2 separate regions of the Gossypium hirsutum genome follow, and region 2 is linked to region 1. A link is a contact called in public Hi-C data. All regions are on one chromosome and are shown on one strand. Each heading gives the region's core, a stretch centred on a gene start, on an enhancer-like site or on the middle of the called end of the contact. The rest is flanking DNA. Distances are from core to core; before and after follow the strand shown.

Region 1 (3,923 bases), core at 643-3,142:
AGGAGAACCTCATAATCAGAAACTTGAAACTGTGATAATGCGTGACAGTATCAGACATTATTCAAGCAGTTGTTCTCCTATAGTGCTGACTCAGTTTTTACTCACCGTTGGAAAAATCTCCAACGGTAACTACACAATAATGTTTCTTTACCCATGCATTGTCCCTGTACTCAGCTTCTGCATTGGTACGTTCATCTGGATTATGAAACAGAGCATCATAGAATTTCATTTCATCATCAATGGTGTATACGAATTGACCTTCAACCAAGTCATCAGACTGTTGGTAATCAAAATCCTCCAAGGAGAAACGTTCTTCTTCAATCCTGCTCTGGTCATTATTGAAAATGGCACTGGATGATGGGAAACTGTGCAAGCCACGGGATGGTGAGAGATCAGAATCAAACATTCCTTCCTCTTCCATAAATTTCAGCAAAGCAATATCAGAATCCATACTGTTGGACTGCATTATCAATATATGTGAGTTCAACACACACGAAACAAAGGTTATTTATTACTCAGTAAAAAGGTTGCTTGTAAGTCATGTTCCTTCTCACCTCCATAGACGTAGCCCCAACTGCATTATCTGGGGAACTAGAAGCTGCAAAACGTGGACATTGCTGACCAACATTCGAAATCAAGTATTCATTTTTCTCAGCAGCATTGTCCCTTAAGTAGCCGACCACATAACTGTTATCCTACGGAAGTTGAAGGCCAAAAGAGACCCCAATGTTAGAAATGCTCTGCTATCAATTGTTTACCGAATTTAACAAATAAAAGTTGCAGGACTAAATCAATTGTGGATTAATATGACAAAAAACAACCGTAGATCCTAATTTAGTAAGTAACAGGAAGCAAGCAACAATCTTCAGAACTAAACTCTCCATCTAATTCCCAAGACAAAACTATTTACATGATGTTCATCTCCACTAACTTCAAAGGGAATTTAAAGTAATCTGAGCCATAAAATCTGGTAACTTGCAATCATATGTATCACTCACCATACACATGTAAACAGAGCAAAAGCTGAAAAAAACTTTGATGGGTGATTTGAGGATGGATCGTGTTATGTGTGCACGAAGATTACCGCATTAGGGGGCAAGGAGCCGGCAGTGGCGCGGAACTCATGCATGACCCAATCGGTTCTGAGCCCATTAGGGGTACGGCCTTTATAGAAAACCAAAGTCTTCTTGGTACCAATCACACTATCTCCACAAGTGATGGGACGATCCGCACCCGTTGATTTCCAATACCCATCGTTGGTAGAACGATCGTTTTTTCTCTGGGAAATCTTGTTGAGTTTATAGAAGAACAACCATTCTGGATAGGTGGACTGTACTACAGACATGGCTGTCCTCTCAAGGGGAAAAAGAAAATCACCAACCCAAATTTCAAGATAAAAACATATGAAGAGTGAAATGGGAGATAAAATTAGTAGATTACCAGGTAATTGCCAGGGCTCATGCTTGAGGAGGTCGACCTCTCTGATATAGCGGGTGGCTTTATGATCACCCATTATCTTTTTCTTAAGAAAGAAACTGATGATTTCTTCATCTGGTGGGAGGAATCTGAATCCAATTTCCAGGACGTTGTCCATGATCTTGTCACCCACCTTATTATGATGACTACTATACTAAACCAGAAAAAAGTAAAAGCTCAAAATTTCTATTTTGCTTTCAAGAAGCAGAAAAAGAGGATATCTGTCTGTCTGCAAGTGGAGATGAAGTAAGTGTTCAATATATACAAAGCATTGACTCCCAAATTCTTAAGGTCTTCGGCTCAGCTTAGTCGGGAAGCTAAGTGGGCCCAGGGAGTTACGCGTTTCAGCAGTTCTTAGACTAGTTAAGTCACCAAGTGGAAAACTGTCCAATACAAAATATAACCCGAAACCTCCCGTTCTTAAAATTTAACTCATTTAAGTAATGCATACAAAACAAATTTAATTGTGTCATTTAAAATTGTATATTTTCTATTTTTATAAAAAAAGCAAATCTACTACTCTAAAATAGAAATATTTTTTTTCTTTTAAAAATTACCATAATCTTAAAAAGTTAATTATATATTATGTTCACCCCAATTTTACATACACAGTGGCATCACATCAAATTCAAACCTCTTATATATTTTTACATTATCACTTGATCTCTTTATTAATGATTTTTTTTTTAAAAAATACAGATGCTTTTATATTGTTTTTCTTAAAAGTGATGCCATCTAGTCAACTTAAGTTTTGGAGTGATAATAAAATATTTTTGTTGAAATTAAATTTTAATTTATATCAATTTTTGAGTTGAAATTCTTGACAACTCCTCCTCCTTAGGTTTATAAAAATAATAATAATAAATTTAATTAGATTTTATATCAATTTTTTAGTTATATTTAGGGATGTAAATAAACACAACGTTCTATGAACAGTTTGTATAATGTTTGTTTATTAAACTAAATAAACGAGAATGAATAAAATTTGTATGTCTGTTTAATAAACAAACAAAAACAAATAAAGGTGTGTTTGGTTAGTTTATGTTCACGAATAAACTCGTTTATGACTCGTTTATTTATTAATGATATTTTTTTATAAAAATTCCATTAGTATATATTGATAAATTTATCTTAAAACTCGTTTATTATTCTATTAGTATATATTAATAAAATTATCTTGGTTTGTATTTTTTAATTTATAATATAATTGTTAATATTTATATTTGACTATTTTATATCTAAATAATATATGTGTATGTATTTATTGTTTGTTTGTTTGTTTATTATTTATTAATATTGTTTGTGAACATGTTCAATTATATGTTCGATTAAGTTAAATGAACATGTTCGTAAACATTAAACAAACGAATATGAACACACATAATTTTAAATAAGCGAACATAAACAAAAAAAAATGAAATTCTTAACAAACACAAAGTGAACATAAACAAACTTAAAAATAAATAAACAAACATGACTAAAAATTTATTTATTTAAACTTCATTCATTTACCGCTCTAATTATATTATAATCATTTGTTATATATATATATATAACTGTTAACGAAAAAAATGATGTGGTTATGATTAAGTCAGTTGTTTTTTTTCCTTTCAATCTATAGATAAGTGGGTACTGAAATAAATATATGTTACCTAAGTCTTGAATTTATGTTTGTAACGTAAAACCTATCATCACTTTCTGTATTAACTTGTAGACAATTTGGTTTTTGGTCCGAAGCAGTGGAAAAGATGGCGTGTTTATTGGGCATGCCAGTTTTATTGTAATATAATTAATCGTAGGTTTGCTGTTAATGTTTGGGCTTGTGGATTCTAGAACCTTCCGTAGTATTTCCTTTTAACCAAATCTAGATTCTTCTGTCTTGCATCAATTGAAGTCCACTTCATCGCACTAATTTTTTTTTTTTTTTAAATACGCTCCAAAACCTTAAATTGATCCCAACCACTTGATTTCTTTTTTATTATTACTTTTTTTTGATAAAGTAAACAAAGAAATTTATATGGAGTTCATTATAGATAAATTATCAAAGGAATTATCATCCTTCAATACCACTTCAATTTCCAGAAGAGGACTCTCGAATATGTTCAAAGATTCATTACTTGATAATGCCATTTTTTCCAAAGGAGCAGTTACCCGATTAGTCTCTCTAGGAACATAAATCAAGGACCAATTCTCTTCAAATGCTAGAATTTGTTGAATCCTCTTTCTCAAAGAATTTTTTGGATCACCAGACTTACTATCACTGATAAAAATCACATTCTCAAGATTGTCTGATTGAATAATGACCTCATCATAACCTTGTTTGTGAAGTATAATTAATCCATCCAATATGCCCCCCAATTCAGCATTTGCCACTGAGCATTTCCCCAAAAAGCGATTATAGCCTAGGATCACTCCCCTTTGCTGTTACGTATCACACCACCTACAGC
Region 2 (3,923 bases), core at 536-3,035, 520 kb before region 1:
TCCCCACAATAATGACCTACTTGGAAACCAGTTCTCTCGCGAATAACTTCAGCTTGCTGAAAATGGAAAATAAAAATGATAATAAACTGAACCTGGAAACAACAGAACCAATCAAATCTTAAAAGAACACTGAAATTCTATAAATTGACTACCTGATAAACTAGTGGAACTTTAGGAACCAAAAAGACAGAGAGCATTTTTCTGGTGTGCTTTTGTAAATCATCAGAAATACTTTTCATGAGGAGAACAGCAATGAGGGTCTTCCCTGCCCCGGTTTCAAGAAATGCAATTGTGTTTTTCCTCTTTGCCTGCTCAAGAACATCCAATTGATATTGACGAGCTTGCTCCTCCAAGAGTTTTTCCTTCGGCTGCTCAACTTTCTTCTCCATCTTTCCATTGCACTCGGGAGTTTTGTCATAAGCCACCTTCCCTTCTCTTTGCCGATCTGCTTCCCAAGTACCCAACCTAAAAACCATCTCATTGGACCCTGACCGATCCCTCTCCCAATAACCCCTTGGTTCTCTCTCTCTCCCATCCCTCCTATTGCCACCATAATAATGTTCTCTTCTCCTAACATGCTCTCTATCTCTCCGATCAATTTCATCCCAATCTCGAACCCTTTTCCTAGAAGAACATCTCTCCCTATCCCGGGGATAATATTGACCTCTACTAGAATACTGCCTATCACTCTTGCAGCCATTCGCACGAGCCCTCTTTCTACACCTCTCTTCACTATCTAAACCCCTATCTCTCGACTCGGATGACCTTTTATCGTCTCGATGAACTCCATTATCCTTATTAGAATAATCAAATAAACTGGAATTACTATCATCGCAGCTTTTTTCCTGCCCTTTGCTTCCAATCTTCTTTTCAACTCCATTAGATGGCGGAACTGAGTTGTCAGGTAAATCCTTGGAGACCCCAGAGAGCTCATTGGGAGACCATCCATCTCCAGCAACGGGGTCGTAAATTCCATTTCCATTGACGGCAGAGCTATCACCGTTACTTCCCACCGGAGGAAGTCCCCCGCCGTTCTTGAAGCTATCGAGAATGTGATCAATTCCTCCAAAGAAATCTTGATTGGAAGTATTGTCAACGGAGTCTTGAACTATAGGAGCATCGAAATCAACAAAATCGCTAATCAAGTCGCATGATATGTCCTCACAAGCATCCAGCCAGTAAGATGACCCATTGCCACCAGAAACCCTACCTTCTTCCTCCATCAATCAATTGCCCAGAACTCGGATACTCCCACTTCAAAAAAAAAAAGGGGAAAAGAACCAAGAGCAACAAGAATTATAAAAAAAACCCAGAAAGAAGAGAAAGAAATCAATAGTTTTTATAAAGATACAGAAAAAAACAGAGAGAAGAAAAAAGAGTGAGTGAAGACACAGATTAAGAGTAGATAGACCGCAGGAAACACGCAAGAAGTGTAGTTAAGGAAGGGGATTCATTTAAAAAAGTGAAACAGAAAATTGAAGGGGGAAAAAAACATAAAACCCCACCAAAACTTTTGTGTGTGATTCTTAGATTCTACGGTCTATCAACGCCTATTCTGTTATCTTCCGTTTCTCTTTTATTTGACTCCCTTCAAGCGTGCGCCTTTCTCAGTTTTTTGCTTTCCTCCCCCACTCTTTCTTTGGTTCTTCTGGGTTTTAGCTCTGTTTTCTCTACGAAAGAGAGATGGAGAAACAAAATTAAAATAATAAAACCCAAAACTACGGGTTTTCCCCTTTTTCTTTTTGGTCTTCACGCAATGTTTTTTTCCTTACAATTTACAAAGAAACTTCTGTGACTTGAGGCGGTTCTGTTTTTCTTTAACTTTCCGAACTCGAAAGTACAGAGAAACAGTGCTTCAACCAATACGATAACGCCACGTTTGACCCAACAAGGGTTCCGGATTACGTGGTGATTTGTGAGTGGATGGTAGGATAGGGTTTTATTGGAACTACGCTCTTCACTGTTCAGTTGCGTTACCGTAGGGAGCGGGGAGATGTTAAGTGTTCTCTTTTTTGCTACCAAGGACATGAGAACAGCAACGCTTATGGAAAAGTACAGACACGTGTCAAACAGTTGGAGTCCACTGGTAGAATCCCGGCAAAAACGAAAGCTTATTCAAAGGTCAAAGATGATAGAACATTCTCAGCCGTTTGATTTATTCTTCATAAAGAAAAAATAATTATAAAAGTTTATTCCCCTTAGATCAGGCTGAATATTTTTTTATCCTATGAGACCAGAAACTTTCCCTTTGGTGGGTTGGATACAGTGAAAACCAATTGGCCTTTGGTGTAGTGATTGGGTGAATTTTGTTTTGGGTGGCTCCACTTTTTCTTCTTCTCATTACAATTAAATGTTTGCATTTATTTCTCACACATTCCGTATGAGAAAATCTTGTGATTTTGGGAGAAACAAAAATATCTTACATTTGAGGATAGGAATGTTAAGGTTATTTGGGCATTCTATTTCTATTAACAGTTCCATTTTTTTTTGTTATAATTTATAGGAATATGTTCCTCTGTTAGATTTATTAATCAATTTTTTTTATATTTATTGATTATATATTAAATTAATACTAATTAGTTTACATACCAAAAACAAGATTTTAATAAAATTGTTTTTGTTATATAAAAAAGTTTGTGATTTAAAGAATAAAATAAGAGATTGTTTTAAATTGAAACTTATTAAATATCAATAAAAGCATGAATCAAAATGGAATAAAAATATCTAATCTTTAACATTATCATTTTGATGGAAGAATAATAATTATATTATTAATTTCTTAACAAATATTTAATGTAATAATTATATTATTAATTCCTTTTTTTCTAATAATAGAAGTTTCATTAAAAGGATGAGTACAGCTGTGCATCATTCACACCTGCATATTTCAGTAGAAACCAGTGGACTAAATACCCCCTTCTCCAAAAGCTATAAAAGGAAATCCCCTCACATGCAAAATAGTGAAAATCCGAATAAAATAATGCCGGTTAAGTTCAATATAGTTCCATCGGAGTGCAGCCAACAGCGTCCCATGAGCTAATACTCCCACTTCACCCCTCATCTCAACCTAATCCTGCATCTAGTCTAGTGAGTCAGTCTATCATCGATCCGCCACTCAAATCTCAGATACCTTTGCCAGAGCCTCCTCCACCCAAAATAAGCTTTCTTCCCTGTCAAATGCTTCCTTAGCCAGCTGGTGCGCCGCCCGATTACCATCCCTTAAAGTACGTTTGACTTTACAAACTAAGAATTGGGAGATGAGAGACCTTGTATCATTAATATAAGCAGTTACACTAGAATGATCCACTCTGTTAGATATCCATTTGATTACCAGCCGAGAGTCACCGTCCAAGACCAAGCGCTGAAACCCCATATCTTTTGCAAATTGCGGGGCCTTCACACATGCAATGGCTTCAACGGCAAAGACAAGGGGAACGAAGCAACTTGTATGAACAAAAGCTCTCAAAATCATTCCACTATTTTCTCCCGCAATCACCTTTGTGCTGGATGTATTAGAAGCGGCTCTCAAGCCCACATCAAAGTTCACCTTGACCATATTAACCTCCGGTGGCTCTCATTCGGTTGTAGAACCATCTCGTGGCTCAGGTATGGCTCTTACAACACCTTTTGTCTCAGTAATATAGGACCGAATAAACCCCGAAATTCCATAAATTGTCTCTTTCTTTCGTTCATGCACCCATTCGTTCCTTGCATGCCACAGAGCCCAGTAAATAGTGATAATCGTTTTGCATTCATTCATATTACTTTGTTTCACTAAGCGAGCTAATTGGTCATGAAAATCCATACGAGGTATACTAGACAATGTTGAACGCTACCCAGACCCTTCTTGCTAGATCACAACTTGCTATCGCGTGCATTATTGTTTCCATCGCAGCATTACAAAATGGGCAGATGAGGGAAGT

The links. A called contact is a pair of places that touch in the nucleus more often than the background predicts.
Region 2: a contact with region 1 is called in a Hi-C map of callus, with 4 times the contacts expected there. The contact joins the promoter of LOC107952992 here to the promoter of LOC107937032 in region 1. A contact is called at or near these places in 10 of 34 Hi-C or Micro-C datasets (callus, cotyledon, hypocotyl and 3 more).

Annotation. Positions count from the first base shown.
Region 1 is chrA07:28,562,778-28,566,700 of Gossypium_hirsutum_v2.1, reverse strand. It overlaps LOC107937032 (NAC domain-containing protein 30), which reads right to left and starts at 1,892. Exons shown (of 6, transcript XM_016869844.2): 1 at 1,441-1,892; 2 at 1,085-1,347; 3 at 555-695; 4 at 152-460. The coding sequence starts at 1,594.
Region 2 is chrA07:29,086,378-29,090,300 of Gossypium_hirsutum_v2.1, reverse strand. LOC107952992 (endoribonuclease Dicer homolog 1) reads right to left here and starts at 1,785. Exons shown (of 21, transcript XM_041117911.1): 1 at 153-1,785; 2 at 1-56. The coding sequence starts at 1,223.